Linked DNA regions of Canis lupus: regions 1 and 3 are each linked to region 2. The links are chromatin contacts, called in public Hi-C maps. All regions are on one chromosome and are shown on one strand. The core of a region is the stretch at or near the end of the contact, and the rest is flanking DNA. Distances in the headings are between cores, read along the strand shown. Region 1 holds the start of NRAS (NRAS proto-oncogene, GTPase). Region 2 holds the start of BCAS2 (pre-mRNA-splicing factor SPF27). Region 3 holds the start of CSDE1 (cold shock domain-containing protein E1).

Region 1 (3,186 bases), core at 619-3,118, 130 kb after region 2:
GGACTGTAATACACTTTCAAATTAACATAGAACTCACATTGCCAAAACTGGAAGCACAAAATATGATAAAGTGTATGAGTGTTCCAAGAAAACAAGCAAAATTAAAATGATATAGGTGGGTGTTAGTCAAACTAATGTACAATAACAGAAGTCAGAGAAGTGGTTATTTCCTGGCAAGGTGGGGGTTTACTGACTGGAAAGTGGCATGGGAGAACTCTCTGGGGCACTGGAAATGGTCTATATTTCTGAGTTGTGGACTTAAAAAATTTTGGTTCTTGAGCTATAGCTACGCCATTTGTGTATTTTACTGTATATTACCCTTCAATAAACACAACTCAGAAGAATATTAAAAGGTCCTAATTATTAATGCTGCTAAGCTTAAAATGAAATTTCTGCCAAGGACTAATGATTAATTTTTAATAATTGCCATGATAGCTAGCTTCTATTAAACACTCAGTGGCAAGGCAGTAGAAAGACCACAGTGTGGATTAAAATAAATCTCTAGTCAGACATTTCTAAGCTGAATAAATCTTCTATTTAAAGGACCTAAGATGCCATTTATTCAAGCCAATATATAACATGAACGTACACAAAAACTTATACTGATTTTTCCTCAACATTCTTGTGTGTGTGATAGGCAGGACATGTTTATGGTACTTTAAAAAATGAGGAAAATGAGGCTCAGAGTTTAAGTGATTTGCTCAATATAACAAAATGAAATAAACTACAAACAGGGACTGAAAGAAATCTAGGCAGTGACTCAAAATCTCATGTTCTTTCCACTTCAGCCCAGTCTCAGCTGCTTCAACCAGCTAATTAAAATTGAAGAACACCTAGATTTTTGAATCTTTATCTACATCCTATTACTCAGTCACTCTTACTACGTATGGCCTGTTTCTTTTCAATAGAGCTGTCATGAGTTCAACAATGAATATGCAACAGTTTACTAAACTGCCGATTTTTAAGAAAATCTTTACCAATTAATAAAAATGAGCTCTTCTCCACAAACATGGAAAGCTTCGTTATTGTACTCCTGAATGCAGCACCCCAAATAACTTCTACTTTCTCTCTTGATGATCACTTTGGCTAAAGGATACGTGCAGGGGGGAACCAAAAGCCAGAGGTAGGGTCAGTCAGCACACTACCACCCGGCCTCACCTCTATGGTGGGATCATATTCATCTACAAAGTGGTTCTGGATTAGCTGGATTGTCAGTGCGCTTTTCCCAACACCACCTGCTCCAACCACCACCAGTTTGTACTCAGTCATTTCACACCAGCAAGAACCTGTGGGAAAGCAGCAATTAGGTTTAATGGGCGAGCCACAACTAGAGAACTTCAAAAGCTTTCTATAATCAATAGTAACTAAAACGTTGAGTTTGAAATGTATCGGCTGCATACACGTGAACTTCCACTCGGCTCTCAAGGTGATTCCGGAGCGCAGAAACCCTCGCAGGTTACTGCGGGCCTCCGAATTGTGGCTAGTCGCCTGGCTACCCCCACCCTGCTCTATTTTTCAACAGTCCGTGGGCCCCGCCCTCAGCCTAAGGTAAAGGAACCCCCCCCCCCTTCCTCCACCTCCCGCAAGTCTTCTCAGCTCCGGTGGGGAAGCCTCCAGCCCGGCCCCTCGTCTTCCACCCCCACCAGTCTTCAAAAATCTCCCCCATAGGGCTTAAAACGAAGGACCCCCGCCCAAGGGCCTTTGTCTCCGGTCTGCAGACTCCGTTCGATTCCGGGCAACAAGGAGGCGCCCGTATGCTCCAAAGGCGAACGCTACACACCACAGAACCTTACCTCAAGCTTCGCCGCCTCCGCTTCCGACGTATTTAGGACCACAACTAGGAGAAAGGTTGGAGACCCCGGAACCGCCATGAACAGCCCCCACTAGGGAGCGGCACTTCCGGCCCCGCCCGCTACGTAATCAGTCGGCGCCCCGGGCGCCCGAGTCCCCGCCCCGGCCACGTGGGCCCCCGACCCAGGAGTCACGCGGCGGGCCGCACCCATTCCCGCCCCTCCCACACAGGACGCCTCAAAAATGAAAGCGCTAGGTGCTAGAGTCTCAAAAATCAGTAAAACTTTATTCGCTTCCATTCTTTCGCCATTAACAGAAAACTGGAGAAAGCAAAAATGTTTCGTGTTTACAAAGATAAACGGCCTCTTTACCCAGAGAAGATCAAAACCTCAAATGACAACGGGGAAGATAAAAGCGCCCTCCCCCACATCCCCTGAGCTGCCCTTGTCATCTTAGACAAAGCCTTCAGTCCACTGGCCAGGGGCCCTGGATGTGGCCAATTCAAGATGAGGGCCAAGAAATCAGACCAATCCGTTCCCGTGATATAAAGTCGAACAGAGGCTACACCAAGGGTCAAGTGCCTGTATTTCACAGGACACAGGAACCAGGCGGCTACTTATAAAAAAAACAAGATTCATTTCAGGCACAACTTTTTTATTTTTTTTTTTGTTTTGTTTTTAAATCAGTAAAAGAAACTGGGTCCTAGAAGCTGCAGTGATCTAAGCAGCAGCAAGTTTGTGCATTCTTTTTTTGTTGTTGTTTAAATACGATTAAATTACCACACTGCTGGCACACCTCATTTGCATGAAATTCTGCACCATACATACTAATTGTAGTAAAGTTACCCCCCCTCCCCAATCCCAGGAAAAAAGAAACTACTCTGGAAGATAATTTTCACTGAAATCTAACCAAACTTCGTTAAGTGGACTGTGACAAGATTATAAATGATATGAAAAATAACATTTTAACATTTGGCCATCAACTTAAGGAAATGGTTTGCCTATACAAATTTTTATAATTTTTGTTAATTTTTAATATATTCTACCTTCATATGGTCCTCAGAATTAAAGCATAATGAACAGGAAAGAAAAGGAAAAGAATGCAACTGAGTGCTAAGGCAGAACATCGTGCCAGATAGTAATGAAGGTAGAGTATATGCTAAATACCAAGTGCAGAATTTCATAGGGCCAACAAGATAACAGTCTATATTTTCACTTACACAGGCGAAGTGGATTTTGCAATTACCAGTTGCGTTAAATGCACCAAATAAAGCTCCTAAAATTGATACTATAAGGCGCCACCTTAAGTTTTCCAGGCTGCAACTGTGCATAATTTTTAAAATGGTTTTCTTAAATTTATTTATTTTTTAAACATAACACGAGGAAGGTGTTAAAA
Region 2 (2,931 bases), core at 403-2,902:
ATGGTACCATCTATAACAACAGGGTAACATTTAGAACATTTAGAAAACCAGGGGAAAACGACGTATCATTTCTCTTTTAATTTTGATGAGTGATTGGTGTTTTATGAAAAAGGGTTGTCCGATTTACAAAGTATTAGGTAGTGTATTTCCTTTTGCTTATGACTTTATTAAAGTGGCCTCATGATATCTTCCTGAGCACCGCTACAAATGCAAAGTGAAATATTTGTCAAATTCTTTAGACCTCTTCATTTGTTAATACTCGGCTACGATAGTGCTCATGTTTTTGAGAAACATGCCACGTTCAAATCTGAATACGTTCTTCACGCTCCCAATGGAGCTTTCATCTAGTGGAGGCTTCCTCTGGCTTCCAGGCTGGAGAAATTTTTGAACTGTGGGAACGTAGCTGATTATGGCCTTGAATTCCTGTAGCAGAGGGAAGCCTTGCGAGGACACTGGGTTTGCACTCTTCAGCCATTAAGGACGACTTCAAGGAGCTGTGTACCCAGCTCAGCCCATTGCCCATAAGAAAATCTTGCCCATGATCTCTTAGTGCCTATTTAAAACTTAACCGACTTTTCATGTTACTTCAATATAAATACTGTATTTTAATAACAGAATTCTTTCATTAGATATATAGTTACCTATAACTGGGGGAAAAAAATCCCAAACACGTATATACTAAAACGCCCAACAGAATCTATTAACTCAGAGATGATATTTAACATTTCTTTAGCTGATTACACACCAAGTATCATCTTGGGTGCGCTTCCAGGCTAAATATTTAAATAGCATCGTACTTACAAGTGGCCTGTCACTCCCGTCATTCACATACATTCGGTAAGTGTGTAGGCTGTGACACCAAGGCCGCCCTACAGTGGTTCTCAGGAGCCTCGGCTTATATATATTAAAAATTCCTTATCACTTGTTCTAGAGTAGATCTTAGTAGAGGCGATGCCTCTGAGAATTAACGCAAAGAGCCCACCTCTGAAAAGCGTGCACACTCATGTTTGCATTGTTAGTTCGCGAAGCCCCAGAGGCTTCCAGTGCGACCCAGAGTAAGAACGCCGGAGAAGGCTTACCCAGCTGTTTTCAATGCGCCGATAACACAAATCTAGTGGAGTAACTATTAGCTAAGCAAGCAATAGTTAAAGCCAGAACTTAAAATGCACTTTTACGTGGCTACGACTGTCAGAGGTTCGCAGGGTCCTGGCTCCCACGGTGGCCTCAAGACGCCACACTTACTTCGAAAGCTGAGTAATCCGGGGCTGTCAAGTAGCTCAGGTAGTTCTTAGTGGGTCGGTATCTGCGGGTTTCCTCCTCCACCAGCGCTGCAGCCTAGAAACGAGAACAGGGGCCGGGGTCGGGGCAGCGACTCGTAAGTGCTTCTTCCAGCACTAAGGGCCCGAGAGCGCTGAGTCCGCTACACGGCCCGAACTCACCGCTTCCCGCACACCCGGCGCCTCATAACCTTGGTCAAAATACGGCAGCGCATCTACCACCACCTCTCCGGCGACTAAACCTGTGCCCGCCATTCTCGGCCTCGCCTGAGTCTTCTGTATCTGCGCAGACTCGGGCCCATTTCATTACGCTTGCGCCGCGCTGGCCACTGAGGTTCTGCACGTCGCCTGCGCAGCGCTCTGGCGCATGCTCAACTGTCACCTCCGGAGGCGCGCCCGCCCAGCGGCTCGGCAGTGCCCGGCCATTTTGTTTTGGTCGGACGTGACGTCACGTCGCGAGTTCCCGGAATCAGCAGACCGTCTCTATTTCCTTTCCCTCCAGTGTGCTCCCACTTTTTGCCTCCGACTGGGAGCAGTTTGGAGGGGGAGTGGGACTTTTCGTTCCCCGCAGGAGGCTGGTATCTGGGAGTGGAAAGCTTTAAAAAACTTTTGCAGGAAACTGGCTGCAGGGACTTGGCGGGGAGAGGACGCTGGTTTCCCACTCCCCTGACCTACCACCTACAACCCTTATCTTTTCTGTTTGTGGCGGTTTCTCTCTTCTCCTTGCGCTACTTGCTGTACCCCGCCCCCCCCCCCTTAGTCGTCGGCTCCGCGAGAACCCTTGCCTTGGGCAAATGCAGTTACTGGACAGATTCTGCACGTCGGCGCCAGTCGCCCGTCAAAATCGCGAAGCTTTAGGGTCTGCGCAGCAACAGGAGCCGCCCTGTTGCTCTAAGGTGAGCCGCGCACCGACTCAGCTCCGACAAACCGCGGCCCCTTCGCCGTCGGGGCGTACCCGAGAGCCAGTCGTTGCCTCCCGGCCCCCGGCCCCCCGCCGCGGCCCGAGACCAAGCAGGGACCCGGGCTGCACGCCCCGCCCGCAGAGCGGTCTACACCGGCCGGCGCCTGGAAGCGCTGCCCACGGCTGGAGTCGGCTTAGGCTACGCTGAAACCGCTCATGAGACAAACGTGCTATCGGTTTAAGCGAAGTATAAGACCTTTACGTCGTAAGTAACTTTATTTAAAATTATCCAAGAGACCCATGGAATTTTTGTGTTTATTCATTAAAAGATCTGTAAACGACACTTTGTACAAATCTTGAGCAACTCTTTTACAAGTACGTCCAGCACTCAATACTTTACAAAAAATAAAACAGACCTAAGAAAAGGAGGCAGCTTCAGGTCACGGGGATAAAATAAGACCCATCGCTGAAGCAAAGGTCTCCTCACAGAGGGACGGTCAGGATTCACCACGGTAATGCCCACCCTCGTTGTATAAACAAGTCCCAATTACTAAGTCTCCCCTCAGGGTTGGAGTGGCACATGGACAGAGATGTCTGGTAAGAGCCCTGCTGGAGTAAGATGCTTAATAAACTTTTTTTTTTTTTTTTTTTAATAAGACATAGGCTCAGTTCCATTTTCTAGAGTCGTAAGAATTACATAGCACCGGTCTTAAATGGGGTATGCTTCAGATTCATTCATGTACACCTGAATGG
Region 3 (3,158 bases), core at 552-3,051, 170 kb after region 2:
TACTTTTCAACTCAGCTGCTATAAATACTCATCTCAATGGTAAACATCCAGAGCAGCTGCAAAATCACTCAAACCACTACCATCTCTTTTATTTCAGGCCTAAGGCTAAAAGGAAACAAATAGAAACAAGGTTGAATATTTATCTAGATATTATGACTCAGGCATATGCCCATTCAGGCATAAAAACCCTCTCCTTATCCACACCAAGAACATCTATTATTCACTAGTACCCAAAAAGCACCAAGCTATTATACTGCCCCTCAATGTAGTATTGAGAATGCTTATCTTCTAGAAACTCGAAAATTACTCAGCATTTTGATATAGAATAACTCATGAGCTATAGCTTAGTACCTACGTTTTATAAACCGGTGGCTCTGGCCAAGAGCTGCCAGTTCATATAGCATCCTTATAAAAAACTAAGTCTATCAAAGGAAATTTTTTTACAGTGCCATTGGGCGTCCTCCCTCCATCTCCAGCCCTGTCTCCAAACTCTTTTAAAAAGGCCCACATTCTTTCACTCATTTGAGGTGCAAAATAATTTCATCCTACAATGTTCAGATTTTTGTGTTTGCAGACTGAAGGCTGTTTTAGGGAGCGTTCCCTGCCTCACGTTTGAGTCAAGCAAGAAAGGAGCAGTCTGGGTGTTTCTAAAGGAAAATCTTAAAGCAAAAGAACTGTGACTCTAAAATTTTATACTGATAAAATATCGGTTAAAAACCTCAAGTGTCTCCAACCAGGGCTCTAAAAAACTACAAAGAATGACGAAGCCAAGTCGTTCATTGCTCAATGTAGGCCAGGCTCCTGCACCAAAGAACCAGAGACGGTGTTAAGGACGACTCCACTGAGCTCTAACAGCACGCCCTAATCCCAGGATATTAGAGAGGGAGCCACGTGCCTAAGATTAGAGATTGGTTCCCTTTCTCAAGAAGCCGAAGGGGGAGCAAGAAGGGAAGGCTGGGTGCTGAGACTCAAGACAGACAGCTCCAGGTGAGCCTAAGTAAAGATGACACTTCGAGTGTGCTACTGTGCCAGACGTGGCCGGGGAAAAGGCTCTGAGCATTTAGATGGAGCAGGGTCTCGGTCCATACACGAAGGAGGCGCCAGTACCGCACTGCGCTCTGATACTCGTAGTCAGATCCTCGAGCAGGTGACAAGACAGTAAACTATACGGTCCACAGTGAGAGTAGGCCCCTCACCCTCTGCCTCGGGCTCCTCCAGTCTCACACAAAGGACCGCGCCACCACCCCCTCGCCCCGCCCGCCGGGACTTGTAGTTCCCGTTTCCCCCACCAAGCCGCAGAGGAGGAAGTGGCTAGACTACAATTCCCAGCAGCCTCCGCGCCCGAGCCCCGCACCCCTGCCTCCATCTTGGCTGCGGTCGGAGCCTCCATTTTCGCTCCCTCCCCCCACTGTAGACACCACCACCACCACGCGCGGCTGCCTGGCCTAGGCTCTTCGTTTCTGCTCTGAGGCCTGACGTGAAGCTTAGACAGTTAAACGGGGGCCAGGTGGAAAAGCCCAGGGTAGAGACTCAGGGGGAAATCTTCTCTGCCCGGAGCTCTAGGAGTGCCCACCTTGACTCAGAAGTCTCTCCCGTTAGTCTTGGTCTTCTCATCTGTCCCTAGACTGGCTTCTTGCTACCCCCAACTGGACCCCGAGGTCGTACTCACCCCAACAGCTCAGCGCCCCCTCTCCAGCGCCGCCATAAGCAGCACGGCCCGGTACGTAGGAATAAATCTCGCTTCTCTCGCGAGAGTTGCGGGCTCCGAGCGCGTGCACGGGAAGCGGGGCGGGGTGTTGGGGGGGGGGAGGTACTCCTAATACGCCTGCGCATGAGGGTTGAGTGACGCCAACCGGTGCCCTGCGCCTAACCACAACCAAGATGGTGCCACTGTTAGCCCTACGTTCCCTCCCCTGGGAGCTGCGGGAAGCAATTTCGGTGTTTACTGACTCCGCTGGGACGCCGGGGGCGGGGGGGCGGGTAACTTTGGGCGTCTCTGCTCTTTGCAAACCTGAATATGCCTAAAGCAGCGAGGCCAGGGTAAACTTTAAGGGCGAACAATTTGGAGGACTTATCAAGGAATGTCTTATAAAGGATTTCGCTTTTCTCAGCGATAATCCGGAAGCCCCAGACCCAGATTCTCCTCACAGTGCAAGCTTTTTTTTTCTGTCTGCTATAATACACTGGAGTTTTCATTAGTATAGAGTAGGTTTTCAGTAAGGTAATTCGGAACTTTTACGCGAGACCTTTGTTTGCCAGAAACTATATTGGTTGCAACAGATGGACAAGAGTGAGCAAAGCGGCATAATCATTAAAGAACAAAACAAAAAACCCCACAACTCCTTCAACTGACCTTTGTAGTCACCAGAAGATATTTGTGTTGTATCCCGTAATCAAAGAAGCTGAATCAGTAACCAAAAGGTGGAAATCAGGGCAAATGGATGATTAATCCAACGAGGTAAGAGGAAGGAGGAAAATAGTTAATTGTGTCCACAGAAAAGTTCAATGAATTATCCCTTGTCAAACAATGGAGCAGTACCCTCTGGTGAGAGGAATGCTTTTCCCAGATTCCATGGCTCTCTCTCTTGACAGTATTGGGTAAACAATGACCGGTCATGCTCTTGAGAACTCTGCTACCCACTTTATTTTCGCTTTCAACACATTTATCCTGCATCTCTTATATGTCATCGTTGGGGTGTGTACAGTTCTCAAAATAAATGGATAAGTTTCTGTCCTCAAGGAACTTTCAGTCTAGCATCATTCAGTAATCGCAAAAACAAGTTTAAACGTGTACAGCAAAGTAAATGCAGTGTTAAGAGAGTAAATACCCTCCAATTCTCAGCAAATTATCTTGAATTCTAAGAGGAGGCAGTATCCTATTTAGGATGTTGAAAGATTTTTTCTCTTACCTCTGTTGGTATTGGTCCAATTCCATTCCACCTCCAAGCTGCCTCTTTGTTCCCTTTAATGACGTCCCCTGTTTTCCTAGGCACAAGATATTTGCTTCATATTTGCTTTCAATGCTTTCCTAGCTCACTGAATTGTAATTATTAGTTTATACTCGGTAGTGATACTTTTAGGACAGGGCCTGTGACATTCATCTTTGTATCCTTGGTCCTGGCAGTGCTTGGCATAGACAACTCTCAAAAGTTTGTAGA

Evidence for each region. Hi-C and Micro-C count contacts between places; a contact is called where the count stands out from the background.
Region 1: a Hi-C map of blood shows a contact between it and region 2, with 4 times the contacts expected there. The contact joins the promoter of NRAS here to the promoter of BCAS2 in region 2. A contact is called at or near these places in 3 of 9 Hi-C or Micro-C datasets (blood, skin fibroblasts and tumor fibroblasts).
Region 3: a Hi-C map of blood shows a contact between it and region 2, with 3 times the contacts expected there. The contact joins the promoter of CSDE1 here to the promoter of BCAS2 in region 2. A contact is called at or near these places in 2 of 9 Hi-C or Micro-C datasets (both in blood).

Annotation. Positions count from the first base shown.
Region 1 is chr17:52,943,945-52,947,130 of UU_Cfam_GSD_1.0, forward strand. It overlaps NRAS (NRAS proto-oncogene, GTPase), which reads right to left and starts at 1,869. Exons shown (of 7, transcript NM_001287065.1): 1 at 1,794-1,869; 2 at 1,159-1,286. The coding sequence starts at 1,269. It overlaps CSDE1 (cold shock domain-containing protein E1), which reads right to left. Exons shown (of 20, transcript XM_038561840.1): 20 at 2,052-3,186.
Region 2 is chr17:52,816,160-52,819,090 of UU_Cfam_GSD_1.0, forward strand. It overlaps BCAS2 (pre-mRNA-splicing factor SPF27), which reads right to left and starts at 1,653. Exons shown (of 7, transcript XM_038561837.1): 1 at 1,469-1,653; 2 at 1,243-1,335. The coding sequence starts at 1,492. DENND2C (DENN domain-containing protein 2C) reads right to left here. Exons shown (of 17, transcript XM_038561835.1): 17 at 2,480-2,931. It overlaps LOC102155048 (a long non-coding RNA gene), which reads left to right and starts at 1,727. Exons shown (of 4, transcript XR_005372607.1): 1 at 1,727-2,443.
Region 3 is chr17:52,983,665-52,986,822 of UU_Cfam_GSD_1.0, forward strand. It overlaps CSDE1 (cold shock domain-containing protein E1), which reads right to left and starts at 1,802. Exons shown (of 20, transcript XM_038561840.1): 1 at 1,670-1,802. LOC111090677 (a long non-coding RNA gene) reads left to right here and starts at 1,991. Exons shown (of 3, transcript XR_005372612.1): 1 at 1,991-2,458.